2 separate regions of the Mus musculus genome follow, and region 2 is linked to region 1. The links are chromatin contacts, called in public Hi-C maps. All regions are on one chromosome and are shown on one strand. Each heading gives the region's core, a stretch centred on a gene start, on an enhancer-like site or on the middle of the called end of the contact. The rest is flanking DNA. Distances are from core to core; before and after follow the strand shown. Region 1 overlaps Bckdhb (branched chain ketoacid dehydrogenase E1, beta polypeptide). Region 2 has its middle 13 kb from the start of Tent5a.

Evidence for each region. Hi-C and Micro-C count contacts between places; a contact is called where the count stands out from the background.
Region 2: a contact with region 1 is called in a Hi-C map of B cells, with 2.7 times the contacts expected there. The contact joins two enhancer-like sites. A contact is called at or near these places in 23 of 484 Hi-C or Micro-C datasets (the 3T3-L1 cell line, the AML12 cell line, B cells and 18 more) and 2 of 115 datasets of contacts at active chromatin or transcription factors (astrocytes and large pre-B cells).

Annotation. Positions count from the first base shown.
Region 1 is chr9:84,024,161-84,031,125 of GRCm38.p6, reverse strand. The region is part of intron 8 of Bckdhb (branched chain ketoacid dehydrogenase E1, beta polypeptide); the gene reads right to left. It overlaps Gm46124 (a long non-coding RNA gene), which reads left to right and starts at 6,338. Exons shown (of 3, transcript XR_001779250.2): 1 at 6,338-6,718. Within about 2 kb of position 2,800, at least 27 of the 459 cell types and tissues checked have an H3K27ac peak or open chromatin away from gene starts, as enhancers often do. A contact at or near this core is called in B cells, where this site is marked.
Region 2 is chr9:85,336,279-85,343,243 of GRCm38.p6, reverse strand. No RefSeq gene overlaps it. Among named protein-coding and RNA genes, the nearest start is that of Tent5a, 13 kb to the right of the region's middle. Within about 2 kb of position 2,748, at least 53 of the 459 cell types and tissues checked have an H3K27ac peak or open chromatin away from gene starts, as enhancers often do. A contact at or near this core is called in B cells, where this site is marked.

The DNA.
Region 1 (6,965 bases), core at 1,551-4,050:
CACTCAGGAGAAGGTCCCCAGAGGAAAAAGCCTGTCAGCTGTGGTTTCCAAGACTCGACTAATCTCAGCTCCATCCGGAAAGAATGTGAACCTCTGTTTTAATGTGGTTGTGCTCTACCTACAACACTGAAAAAAAAATAGCCCTTGTCAGATTGGTGAACGATAACAGCTAGCAAGGAGAGGGCTAAAGACACACTGCAAATAGAGAGAGGACACCTGCATAAAACAAGCCTCTTGTCTGCAGCCTTGGATCTGACCACAGCTGTGACTAGACACTTTTATAAGAAAGAATGCTGCCCTGGGAGGGGGAATGGGGCGGGAAGGGGTAAAAAACCTGACAGAGCTGAACTCTACCCTGTGCAAAGAGAAAAGTCAGCCAATGGCAAGAGGCAGCAGACAGACAGCAGCAGAGCAAACACATCATAGGTTTTACATTCTGTCCTGAAGTTCACCCCAAACACTGAACAGACTAGAAGGACGGGAAGAATGCAAGTAATTGGTCAGCTCAGTCAGGCATGGTGGCATACCTTCCTGACTACAGCCATCGTGAGACAGGTGAGCAGATCTCTGTGAGTTCCAGGACAGCCAAGACTACACAATAAGATCGTGCCTATAAAATAATAATAATAATAATAATTTAAAAGTACAAGTAACAATGTATTGCTGATGGCTTGGAGAACTGCTGTACGATCAAGGCATGGGGAGCCCCCTTTTCTGGTTCCACACTATCATTTCCTAGCTTTACATGGTAGAAAACCAGGAAGCTCCCTGGGGCCCTTTAATAAAGGCGCTAATCCACCATGACAAGTCCACCCTTAAGACTCAACTAGGCCTATAATCACTGTGTGTGAGCATTCCAACATGTAAAGGCTGGAGGACATGAGATCCTTCCGTCGCTTACCCCTGGATAGCAGGACCATCTTCAAAGGAGCAAGAGGACAGACAGCAAGGCTAGAAAGACCACACCACACCAGCTCAAGTGAGGAAAAGAAGAGTCATTGGTCCCAGGGGTGGCACTGCTTTCAACTAGGGAGGCAGGCTGATGGAAAAGAGGAACATTAAATAAACAGATGACAGCGCTGTCACTAAAAAGGTTCTGGGTCCCATGGCTAGTGGGTGGGATCTACCTACAAAACTGGAAAAAATAACTTGTTACTGATTGTGTTTAGGCAATAATAAAACATACAAGTAGTGGTGGTGGTGGCGCACGCCTTTAATCCCAGCACTCGGGAGGCAGAGGCAGGTGAATTTCTTAGTTCAAGGCCAGCCTGGTCTACAAAGTGAGTTCCAGGAAAGCCAGGGCTGCACAGAGAAACCATGTCTCGAAAAAACAAAAAAACAAACAAAAAAAAAAGAAACAAAATAAAACAAAAACCATACAAGTAAACCAAAAGACAGGGCTAAGTAAGCATTAAATTTAAAACTATTAAAAGAGAAACTATGTAAAATAAATGTAAATAGAGCTTCGTTTATTATCAGTATTTTTTATTTTTCTATATACTACTGAAATATAGTACTTCTGTTTTTAAAAGCTAATACATAGTTTTTCCCTACTTCACATAATTTTAAAAAGAAAAAAACTTATTGGGTCACTATTCCTAATCTTTGAAGACTACCAGCAACTTTCTCTTGTTAATAAAGAGGACTTACAACTATGAAAGACAATTGGTTTTATTTCATTTTTTGTTTTTTTTTTTGTTTTTTTTTTTGCTTTCTGGCAGTTCCAACTGGTTTAACATCTCTTTATGAATAAAATTAATTTACACTGAAGAAGGAAAAAAGAAAATATTTCCCTAAAATTTGTATTGAGTATTTCCAAATTCTATAGTCTGGAGTTCTACATAAAGAGTCTGCCTCTAGAGGGTAAGAAAGGGGCCATGAGAAGCAGAAATGAGGCTTCGGGGGAAGGAGGCTCATAGGATGTGTGGTAGGAGATGGAAGGGAGTGGATAGGCTTACACGGTAATGGGGGTGGAAGGGCCAAGGTAATCGAGGGAGAAAGTAAACCCAAATTAGAAATCAGTAAATAAATTTTAATTTTAAAGAAATCTATTTTTAAAAGATTTGCAATGCAATTCTTAAGGAGCCTTTTAAAACACCAAAGCTAATCAAGCAATTATCATCTTCTACAGAATACTTCTGACATAATACTAAGCTCGCTGCCTACTGGCATTCTACAACCACTGCCACCTAAACTTGAAAAGTCCCTGCGAAGGATTCACTGCTTAAGAAAGATATCTTTCCCTTATTAGCTATCATTAACTCCAAGTTTGTGGCTACCTATACAATAGAGTGCTTACTTTAAGTTAGTATTAAAGCAAATTCTTTGCCTTTAAAATAAATACTGCACTAGGTATTTCTGATGTTTTGTTTTTCAATAGGCTTACATAAAAAGTTAATACTTTTCATTTTCTGTAAGAATTCAATTAATTCAAGCTTGAGCTTTAATTAATATAAGCTTATATATTAAAAAGGTACAAAATCTGACTTACTTGAAGAATACAATACCAAGATGGAATGTCTGGTTAAAAAAAAAAAGAATACTAGGATGAATAAGGTGCTGGTGAGAAAATATGACATAGACTAAAATACTCAAATCATGTAGCTTCTTGTTAAATGATAAAACATACAAGCCTCCCTTTCCAGCTCAGGATGACAGGGTGCATGCCTTGAGAGGAAATGAAGGCAAATAGCAGGTGAGACCCTGACAGTAAAATAGGGACACAACTTGTGAGAGGGAGTGATCTACAGACACAAGAAGGGCGCGGCAACAATGAAACTGTAAACAAGAGCAGAGGAAACTAAGTTCCCCAGACAGGAGAGGAACTGGGGTAGAGGAAGCTGATGTCCCTGAGGGCAAGCTCATCAGCAGATGCAGAAGGTAGGTGCAAAAACTGAGACTATTATCTCATTAATCTGCACAAATGGTATGTTTTATGGGTCAGTTGAAGTTACATTTAATTTTAAAAAGACTAGAAACCAAGTGTGATGGTGTGGGCCTGAATTCTAAACCTTGAGAGCCTAAGGTGGGAGGACAGTACAAGACCAGCTGGGACCACACACCAAGAAACCCTCCCCACAACCAAAGAAAGAGAAAGTCTGAGAGTGAAAAAATAACAAGACTTAAGAGAACAGTTCTATCAATCGCTCCACTTCTCCCTACGGAAGGTCTGCTGACTCCAGAGACAATCCAAAAAAGCCAATTTCTGATAGTGACTCAAATTGTTGACAGAGATAACAATATCCTGCAAAAATGAAGAGCACTCCATCTGAATACCAAGCAGACCCTCCTGAGTGAGGAAGGGCTTTTCATCTATCACCCCTAAGCATAGGATCACCCCAAGCACAAACCAGAGCATTTTCCCCTAGGGCAAAGACCATGGAAACCACATCAGTTAGCTACCCAGGATAACCGATGCCAACCAAAACAAAAAACAGAAAGGACTGAGAAAGTGTAATTTTTAAAACATGCCTTTATGAAAAATTAAAACTGCATAATTATTCAATACCCTAGGAAGAGAACAGAGTGAAGGGTTTGATTGCTGAATCCGGGGAAACCCTGCTAATTAAGGTCACTGTCTACTGTGACCAGATAGCTCCTCTGAGCTGCACACAAAATGGAGGGCTCCCTTTACCAGCAGGACTTCCCGCTCTCTGACCTTGTCTCACCTCAACTTTCCACACCTTCTACCTGGGGAAGGTTGAGTAGTCCTTGGCAGACCTACAAACTTCCTCTTCCCCCTGAAAGAACCAACCTAGCAAGTACCTAGGATTCCTGGAATGACTGACTCTCAATACAAATGAGGCTTTCACAGAACTTTAAATAATTTTCATTTACCCTGAAAATGCCTTCGTACTCTCCAAAGTCCATATATCCCCTATTTACCCCAATAAAGTGTATGTGTACGAGCCCATCCCTAATAAACGTACGCACACAAGCTAAGATTGTCTGAGGGAGCTGTTTCATTGAAGACCCTCAGAGAAGGCCTTCCTCTCCCCGCAACCCCTCCAGCCCTCATTCCCAGCCAGCCTGGGGTCCTGCAGAACCCTACCAGTTCCAGACTCCACTTCATCCTTCCAGCCAGTGTGCACCGCCGTCTGGATACCCTGAGAAGGGGGAAGTAGAGGATGCAGAACCACAACGGGACCCCCAAACACATACCAAAGCAGAAACTTAAAATATTCAAAGAAGGAATTAAAAAAAAAAAATTGAGGGAAACAAACAAAATGTTGTTTTAAAACAGAATAGAAAAAGCTTGGTCAGAAAAGATAAGACACAGAAAAGTCCAACATAGGTTTTTTCATGCAGCCAAAAGGAGTGTTTTTTCTTTAAGAAACTATACAAAAGATTTACTCGTGTTTAATTAAGTAAGAAGGTCCCAAAGGAAAATCAACAAAAAAACAAACAAGATGAGTGTGAAAGAGACTTTCATTATAACACTCAGACCTGCAACACTCAGCATTAAATCGTGAGGGGAAGGGGTATAGAATTTTCAGAAAAACAAACACATAGAGAAATCCTGTACAAAAGTGCTCTCCTCCAATATGACACAAGTATTGAGCAAAACTATCTTCAAAGTACTGAGGTAAGGTTGCTAACAGCTTAGCCAGATCTAGTGCTCATGGTACACAGTGTGTCCGGGCATCCAGACACCCATGCACTGTGCTTAAAGAGATCAGTTCTCTAGAAAGCCCAGCAACGTGAGGGACGAGGAGGCCAGGGGTAGTCAGAGGAGACAAGCTGGAGACTCTCAGAGCTCTTCTAGAGCAGGAAATCAGGGCTAGAGAAGCAAACCAGGGGCTCTGGAAAGTCAAGAATCAGAGTGTACCTCCAAGAGGGATGAACTAAAAGACCACTGAAGGCTTGGTAGACTTTTTAAAGGTAAACTAGGGAAAGTAACAAACACTCTCCTAAAACCCAAAGGGAGCTAAAAGAATGCAATGGCCCACATATGAAATGTCAATTGAATGTCAATGTCAAATGGACATTTCGTATTATCTGGCCAACACTAATCATGTGACTGCTTGGACAATTAGAAACCCTCTTAGTGTGAGTTTCTAATGCTGTGTGTGAAGAGACACCATAACCTCAGCAACTCGTATAGAGGGAAGCATTTCATTGGGGCTAGCTTACACGGCAGAGGTTTATGGCAGCACCCATGCAGACATGGTACTGGAGAGGGAGCTCAGAGTTCTACATCTGGATTGGCATGCAGCAGGAAGAGAGAATGACACTGGGGTTGGCTTAAGCACTTGAAATCTCAAAGCCACCCTCAGTGACACACTTCCTCCAATAAGGCCACATCTCCTATGAGGGTCATTTTCATTCAAAGCACCACAGGGCCCATCTCAATGGTGAAGACTGTTTACATTATCGTGGTATCTATTGATATCAGGGCAGCTACTGGTTCTCCAGCGTCTATAGCCGATCCATACATAAAGTGTAGGAGATGCAGTTACCAGTCTCACAATGCAAAAACAAACAGTGGGCAGGAAACAGGAAGAAGAAGTGAAGACAGATGTGGCATCAGAGCATTAGCGTCATCTTCTGATATAATGAGAGACCAAGAGATGCCGAGAGTCAACACGATGGCTCACACCTGCAATCCTTGCACTTGAGAAGTCAAGGCAGGAGGACAGCCCTGAGTCCCAGGCTAGCCCAGGCCTCAGACTAAGACTCTGTCCCAAGGAGCACAGGGCGGGGTGGGGCAGGGGAGGGGACACTACTGAAATTTAGTGATACAAGACATATGGCCTGAAACAAATAATTTAAAACCAAAAGTTAATCAGCAGAAGAATATGCTCAGGAAAGACCATGTGATGTCAGCAGGGACCACAGCACGTTGAACAGGCACGGCGGTTCATTTCAGCTTGGCAGGACTAAGAAACGCACAGGGCATTACAGAGGTAATGTTTTTCTAGACAGAATTAAGTGAGTGGAAGATCTGCTCCAAAGGTCAGAGGCTTGAGACATCATCCCATAAGCAGGCTCCAGACTGAATGTAAGGGGAAAGTGAGTTGAATCCATAGTCTCTCCATTGCCCTCTGTGTGCTCCTCCCACTGTTCTCTGTGCTCCCTCCCACTGCTCTCTGTGTGCTCCTCCCATTGCTCTCTGTGCTCCCTCCCATTGCTCTGTGTGCTTCCTCCCATTGCTCTCTGTGCTCCCTCCCATTGCTCTCTGTGCTCCCTCCCATTGCTCTGTGTGCTTCCTCCCATTGTTCTCTGTGCTCCCTCCCATTGCTCTGTGTGCTCCCTCCCATTGCTCTGTGTGCTTCCTCCCATTGTTCTCTGTGCTCCCTCCCATTGCTCTGTGTGCTCCCTCCCATTGCTCTCTGTGTGCTCCTCCCATTGCTCTCTGTGCTCCCTCCCATTGCTCTGTGTTCTCCTCCCACTGCTCTGTGTTCCCTCCCACTGCTCTGTGTGCTCCTCCCATTGCTCTCTGTGCTCCCTCCCATTGTTCTCTGTGCTCCCTCCCATTGTTCTCTGTGCTCCCTCCCATTGTTCTCTGTGCTCCCTCCCATTGCTCTCTGATCCACTGTAAGCAAGCAAGTGGCCTCTGGCTTTCCCTGCCATGGAGCAACCTATTGCCACGCCTTCCTCCTTATGATGGGCTGCATCCCTTCAAACCACGATCCAAAGAATCGTGAATGAGTTGTCTCCATCAGAAATCTGCTCACAGCAGCAACAAGAACAAAAGAGGCAACTATAGACCATGGAGGTAAATACAAGTTTCACATTGGACAAATCAAAACATGGCACAGACCTGGTCAGACAGACACTCTCATATGTCAGTATATGTTTCTATAAGCATGTTCAAGTACTTTTGAAAAAGTTTACATTCTTTCCAAATTTTATAAGTTCCCTGATTATTAATCATACATCTTCAAAGGTAACAATCTAAGGGAAACTATGTGTCTCAATCTCCATCACAATCAAGATAAAGACCAACCCATGCTCTGGCCATC
Region 2 (6,965 bases), core at 1,499-3,998, 1.3 Mb before region 1:
TATGGGACGCAAACTTGAAATAGACACCATTATTTTAACCAACATCATTCTTACTAGATTTTTAGTCAGCGATGAACTATCAACAGCTTCCTGATAATTAATCCTGCTTGGCCCTAAAACTGTTAGTCTTATCTGCTCTAAGAGGAAGCTTTCAAATGTACCAGACTTCCTCGGTGAATAGCACAGAACAAACTGAAATTCTGTAGATACACACACACACTCACAGGGTGGTAGGGTTTGAGAATGAAGAAACAGGTTGAGAATTACAAAGCTGCTCTGGTTGTCAGCTCCTTACTTGCAGATATTCTGCAGTTCACCTGGCACAGGAGTGGCTAACAGTGGAATCAGCAGTACAGATAGTCAGCTGGGCGAAACTCACTGGGTAGCTCCATCAAAATGTATAGAGTAGTAACTATTGCCATTACCTGAGTGGTCTGGGTTGAGAAGCAACATCTCAGGCATCTCCACAAACAACTGGAAACAGTTCTCATACGATTTGATTTTATATCATTGAAGTCTAGTGTTTTCTTGAGATGAAAGTTCTTTAAGAATCTGTTACTAAATTATAGCTGCAAACCTGGCATGGTGATACAAGCGTTTGGGAGGTAGAGGCTGGAAGATCTCTGTGGGCAGCCAACTCTACACAATGAGACTGTCTCCAATAAATATATCGAGGTGGGGGCGGAGAATGAAAGAGTCAGAGAGAAAAGCAGAGAGAGAAACAGAGACAGAGTGAGAGAAAAAAAGAGAGACAGAAACAGAGAGAAAGAATAAAATACAGCTATAGTCTTTATTTGTTACTACCCCAAAGGAAGACCAATATTTGATGAGAAAAGGAAGATATGTTAGAACCAGGGTCATAGGGACCCCTTTGAAGAAGAAGGTGTTAAAATAATAAAGTAGCTTCCTTCAAATGGCTGAGAGAGTAGGGAGCTGATACTGGCTCCATCTAACAATTTGTAAATGGGTTGTTTGACCTTATGGGTCTTAACATGTTTGTAGAGAGAGGGTGTGTGCTTCTTTGTGTAAAATGGAAAGACATCTTGCAGTCAGCACAGCAGGAAGTAACTCTGGTAAAGGCAGGCTTTGTAATTAGAGGATCTGGGCAACTGTAACTGCCCGTGGCCTGTCTTCTTTCTTTACTGGGCCCAGTTTTGATTTTCAGTGATGATTTATTTTAAGTATATTTGTCATCAGGTCAAGTCCAGCGTGCTTTAGTACATCTGGGTAAAGAAACTCATTAAGATGACCTCCCCTAAGAGAGGCCATTCAGTCGCATATTAGACAAAGCAAAACAGATGCTTGGTATTTTACCCAGTGCGGGATGCCCTTCTATTACTCTCAGTGGCAATGATCCAAATTTTTGAACACTTCGAATACTCATACCGTGGTACATGAGACTCCACAGTCCAGACTGCATTGTGAGAAAATTCCACAAAGCTTGACTTGGAATCTCAGAGAGAAGGAGGCCTAAATAAACGTTAAGATTTAAGATTTCCTCCTGTACATGAAACCTTTTGGGAAGAGCCAATATTCTAGAAAGGCAGTGTCTCACTGAAAGGGGGGTGAATTACCTACTGGTCTATTCCAATAGTCTTTACAAGGCCTCTGAAGTCAATACATTCCCCTGGTTGTATACCATTTTCCTATGCTAATGGTTCAATCTTATTATGGTTTTATCATTTAAAAGTTACTGTAAGTCATATCTAAAAAAATAACTAGTGAATAAATATAAGAACTATTATCTTATTTATTTGTCTCAGTGCTATGGTAAAACACACAGCAATTGAAGGGAGGGTTCCTTTTGGCTCACTCCTGAAGGCTCAGTACCTTCTGCTGAGGAGTCCTGGAGTCAGGAGTTTAAGGCAGCTGGTCACATTGGATTCCTAATCAGGAAGCAGAAGGAGATAAGTTGTTGGTGTTTCACTGACTCTTTCCTTTTGATCTAGTTCAGGACCAAACCCCAGAGAATACTTCCACCCACTTTTAGGATGGGTCTTCACATCTCAGTAAAACTCATCTAGATAACCCTTCAGAAGCAGTCCAGAGGCTGCCTTTACCATGATAATCTTTCCCAGGCATGTCCAGAGGCTAACCTATTCAAGATAATCCCTCCTGGGCAGGCCCAGAGTCTTGATTCTTTGGAGATGCTAGATTATGTCAAGTCAACAATTAATCTTAACCTGCAGTTTTATGGTGCAATAAACCATAGTACACAAACCTGTCTCTTCCCTCATGGTTGCCTTTCCTAGCTAACTCTACTCAATCTTTGTTGATTCCTTCAATTTAAGTTGCTTCACAACACAGATGTGTACTTGTGTGGATACTTAGATGCATGAAAACAAAAGGAAATGCTAGAAAATAGTGCTATGACTTTGCATGCTTAACACTGTACATTAGTCTACTTTATTGGTGTTTCTAGGTTTAAAAAAAGCATTCAAAGGACTGCATAATCCTTATAGACTATGATCTATGATATGAAATCCAAACTACAGTCATCCTTTATACTCATATACCAACACTGACCATGTAGTAAGTGGTCTCCTTTGTATTTTTCCTCCTCTCCATTCCCAACAGCATTTAGAGGCAAGTGTGATCTCTAAAGCTAAATCCTTTCATTCCCTTGTTTATAGTCAGTCACCAGTGACTCTTTGACTCTTCACTACAACCTCTGAGATCTGACCTTTGACTTTCGTTCTAATCTAATCTCCTGTCACCACCCCCTTCCTCTGGGTGCTCTGTCTCCAAACAGTTTGTTTCAGTTCCTCTAGTATATCAGATTGTTGCCTGACTGAGTACAGATTGCGCCCTAGGCTAGGACTACGCCCTAACTTCTCTTTTAGTTCTTGGTGGTTGTTGTTGTTGTTGTTTCCTGCTCTTTTCTTTTTTTTTTTTTTTAATGTGGCTAGGCATTTCTTGATCTTTCTGGTTTAAGCAGATAATCCTTTTTAAATTAATTATCTATCTCATCCCATTATCAAATATCAACCACACTTAGAAACACAAGGAAAATATATGTTAGCCAGAAAACTGCTCAAGTCATGAGCAAGGTCTCCACTGGCAAGGAAATAGTCTTTTGAGGCAGGATCACACTCATTTTAGGATCAAGAACTTGGACTTGACAAATGTGACTTTATAGGATTCATCATGTCTGTAATGACTACCTTTCCATTTATGGTTTAACATTAAAGCCACTTTTATTTTGAAAAATTCTACATGTCACCATTTTTGCCGAGATGGATGAAGAAAAGGTAGGGTTTAGTTTCACAGAAGCTAAAGACTACCAGGTCTTAAAAGTTGCAGCAGCAGCAGTAGTACTAGTAGTAGTCAAAGCTATAGAATCCTGCATGCAGAAAGGCAGTGGTCAGAGATTGCTGGTAGAGATAGCTCCAACACTGGAGGTTCTAGTGACGTAATGTTGTTGATTCAGAACTTAATTAGAGGGTATGCACATTCTTGAACCATTCATACCCTAGCTTGGGGGGATTGTCCTGAGGTGAAGGTTATGGATAACTTCCTTGCTTTGCACAAGGATAGTGCTGTTGAAGGACCCATAAGTTCTTTTGTTCTAATGACTAATAGCTACTATTTGTGTCCCAGCAATTCCAGGTCCATAAGGACATTATCTGTGTACTCCTGACCAGCAGACACCTGAATTTATGGAGATTCAGAAATATATCTGCCTTTGAGTTCAAGAAAGACTTAGTCAGTCATCCATTGGAGGGAGCACAGGATCCCCAATGAAGGAGCTAGAGAAAGTACCCAAGTTTGCAGCCCCATAGGAGGAACATCAATATGAACTAACCAGTACCCCCCAGAGCTCCTTGGGACTAAACCACCAATCAAAGAAAATACATTGTGGGACTCCTGGCTCCAGCTGCATATGTAGCAGAGGATGGCCTAGTCGGTCATCAATGGAAGGAGAGGCCCTAGGTTCTGTGAAGGTTCTATGCCTCAGTATAGGGAAATGCCAGGGCCAGGAAAGGTAGTGGGTGGGTTGGGGAGCAGGCGGAGTGGGGAGGGGGCAAGGGATAGAGTATTTTCGGAGGGGAAACTAGGAAAGGGGATAACATTTAAAATGTAAATAAAGAAAATGTCTAATAAAAAAGAGAAGGATTTAGAAAAGGCAACTTTACAAGAATATTAAGATGAATGTCCTGAGAGAGAACTCATCAGAGACCAAGATTTGATGCCTTATAAACCTGGTCCCCTGCGAGAACCTGGGAGGCTTGTGTTTGTCCCTTCAACTGTTGTTGTCCTCTGATCGTGAACATTATGTTGGCCTCCAGCTGCAGATGCACAGTTGGGTGGGCTATGTGTCTAGAACACACTCTTTCAATCTGTTTCTCCGTGAATGTCTTGTGCTTATGCCTTCTCAATCCAGCTTTAGGGGAGTGTTCTCTAAAGCATATGTACCAGGTATTTGCCCCCCAATAGTACCCATCTTGCTGGTTCCCTACAATTTCTCAAAAATGGTTGTGATGACTATTCTATTTCTATTTCTCCCCGAGTCTCATCTTGGAGAGTTCGATATAGCCCTGTGTAATGGAGTACAGTGTGCTATCAAAAAGACTGGTTGTTATAAGCTCCCATAAGAAGAATCTATTTAAGGAATGAAAAAAAGTTGTTCATGTCAAGGGTTTCTGCATCCAGTTCTCAACCTAAAGACCTAAACTTTTTTTTTTTGAAATGTTTAATCTAAACATTTTAATTTAGAGTGGTTGATACTGCTCTCCCCAGGGCAGTGGTTTGCTGTCCCACCAAGAGATAAATAAGGAGGATGTGTCATTGACTGAGGACACCTTACTGTTCGTTACAGGAACACATATAGCTGATATCTAAGGCCTCTGGACCATTGGAACAAACTCAATTTCTTCTTGAAGCCAAATTACACAATTTATTAGGACAAATTGAACTGTCTATTTTGGAGCTAGGATTTGAGCTATTATGCAAACTCTGACTAATCACATGTGTGAGGGTCTACACGTGGCAGTATTATTATTTTATTTGTTTGTTTGTCTATTTATTTATTTGTAAGTATTCTATTTATTTGTAAGTGTCTGTTTATTTTATTCTGGAAAACATGTAAGCGATAAATACAGGGATCCAGTGAGCATTCATCAGCACTTGCAGAAGTGTGAGGATGTTCCTCAGGATGTTCCTCCGGCAGTTAGAGCAATAAACCAGAAACACCTCAGCAGGCAGGAAACAGTAGCTAATGCCACAGGTGATGGCCTACTGTCCTATCCATGTGTCTGGATAGCATGGCCTTATACATGCAGAGCTCACTGGTACTTTCTCATGGTACATTTGATATGTTAATTACAATCGAAGACTTGTTTTCTCATGCAGCTGATTCCTAAAATATGTCATGGGAATTTATTAGCCAAAAAGGAACAGCAGCAAAATAAAATAAATGAAGAGTCACTGACTTTCCAGTGAGGGTGGGTCATGGACAGAGTCACACGGCTATCTAGGAAGCCCTCACCAGGTAGCTAAGATCACGGGCTTGTGTATGAGATCTCACAGTTGCCTATAGAATTCTGGAGACTAGCTTACAGTCTATTTGTATCAGATGCTCAGAACATATGTACTTTCATCCAGATTATTTGTTATGTGGCTTTTAAATAGCTCAAACTATGTGTATTTCATCTGTGTGTGGATGTGCATACTCTAATGTCTTTATGCACTGAGCCATTTGGCTGATCTTGCTAGGTGATGTGTGGTATCTCGTGTAGTCTCTGACATCATTGATTCTACAGCCAACTAACTATTCAAATAAATAGGGGAGAAGAAACAGGGTGTGTAAAAGAATATATAAACTAGGGAGAGAAATTAAGGCGATATTGGCACGTTCACACATGTACTCCAACTATCCCCCTGATTGAGCAGCCCGGTGCCTCCATCTTCACTGCAGCTTATAGGGTCCTGCACCACATTTGGAATTGAAGCGATCAAAGTTAGGATTGCTCATGTTGCCATACAGCAGAAACTGGAATTTTTCATATAACTGGTTAATTTTATCAATATAATAAGCATTTAAAGTCTTTAAGGCCTAATCGAGAGCAAACGTGGACATGGATTTGGTCTTCAGTTAAGTTTAAAAGGCAACTCAAGCCTCCGTTATACTCTATTAAATACAGAACTTTAAACTGGCTTCTGGCTGTTAAACTCACAGGTAAACATTTAAGGAGTTCATTTTTTTTCAGGGTTTTTTTTTTTTTCCTTTTTTATTCAAACGTTTACTCTCTTTAGACACAAAGTAGTAAAAGAATTAGTTTGATAAACCAGGTTCTTTGATTTAAGAAGAGCTGTGAATCAATGTAATAGTTTATGCAATGTATCAGTCATAAAATATTGACAAGGGTCATTAGTTTCATGTCAGAAATACTTTTTATGTCTCCCCTCCACTTCGTCTAGAGGTAGGTGGGAACATACAAATTAAAACAGCCTAGGCATTGTGGTGTGTGCATGTTAGTCATCTCAACACTTCAGAGGCTGGAGCAGGGGCATCATTTTGAGTTCAATGTATATCTGAGCTTCACAATGGGTGTAAGGGTGGCCTTAATTAAAAAGTGAGAGGATATTAAAACAAAACAAAAATCAAACAAAACAAACCCCTCTACATTGTTTGAAGACATGGTGCAATGTACTATTAAGTTGAATAACGTTATTACTTTTAATGCTATATCTTGTTTGATTATTTTTTCTTTTTTTATTAGATATTTTCTTCATTTACATTTCAAATGTTTTCCCCCAAGCCCCCTATACCCTCCTCATGCTCTGCTCCCCAACCCATTCACTCCTGCTTCCTGGCCCTGGCATTCCCCTGTACTGGGGCATATGATCTTCATAAGACCAAGGGCCTCTCCTCCCATTGATGGCCGACTAGGCCCTATTTTAACGTTCCTTTTTCTCAATGCTGGGAATGAAACCCAGGGCCTTAAGTATGTGACATAAGCATT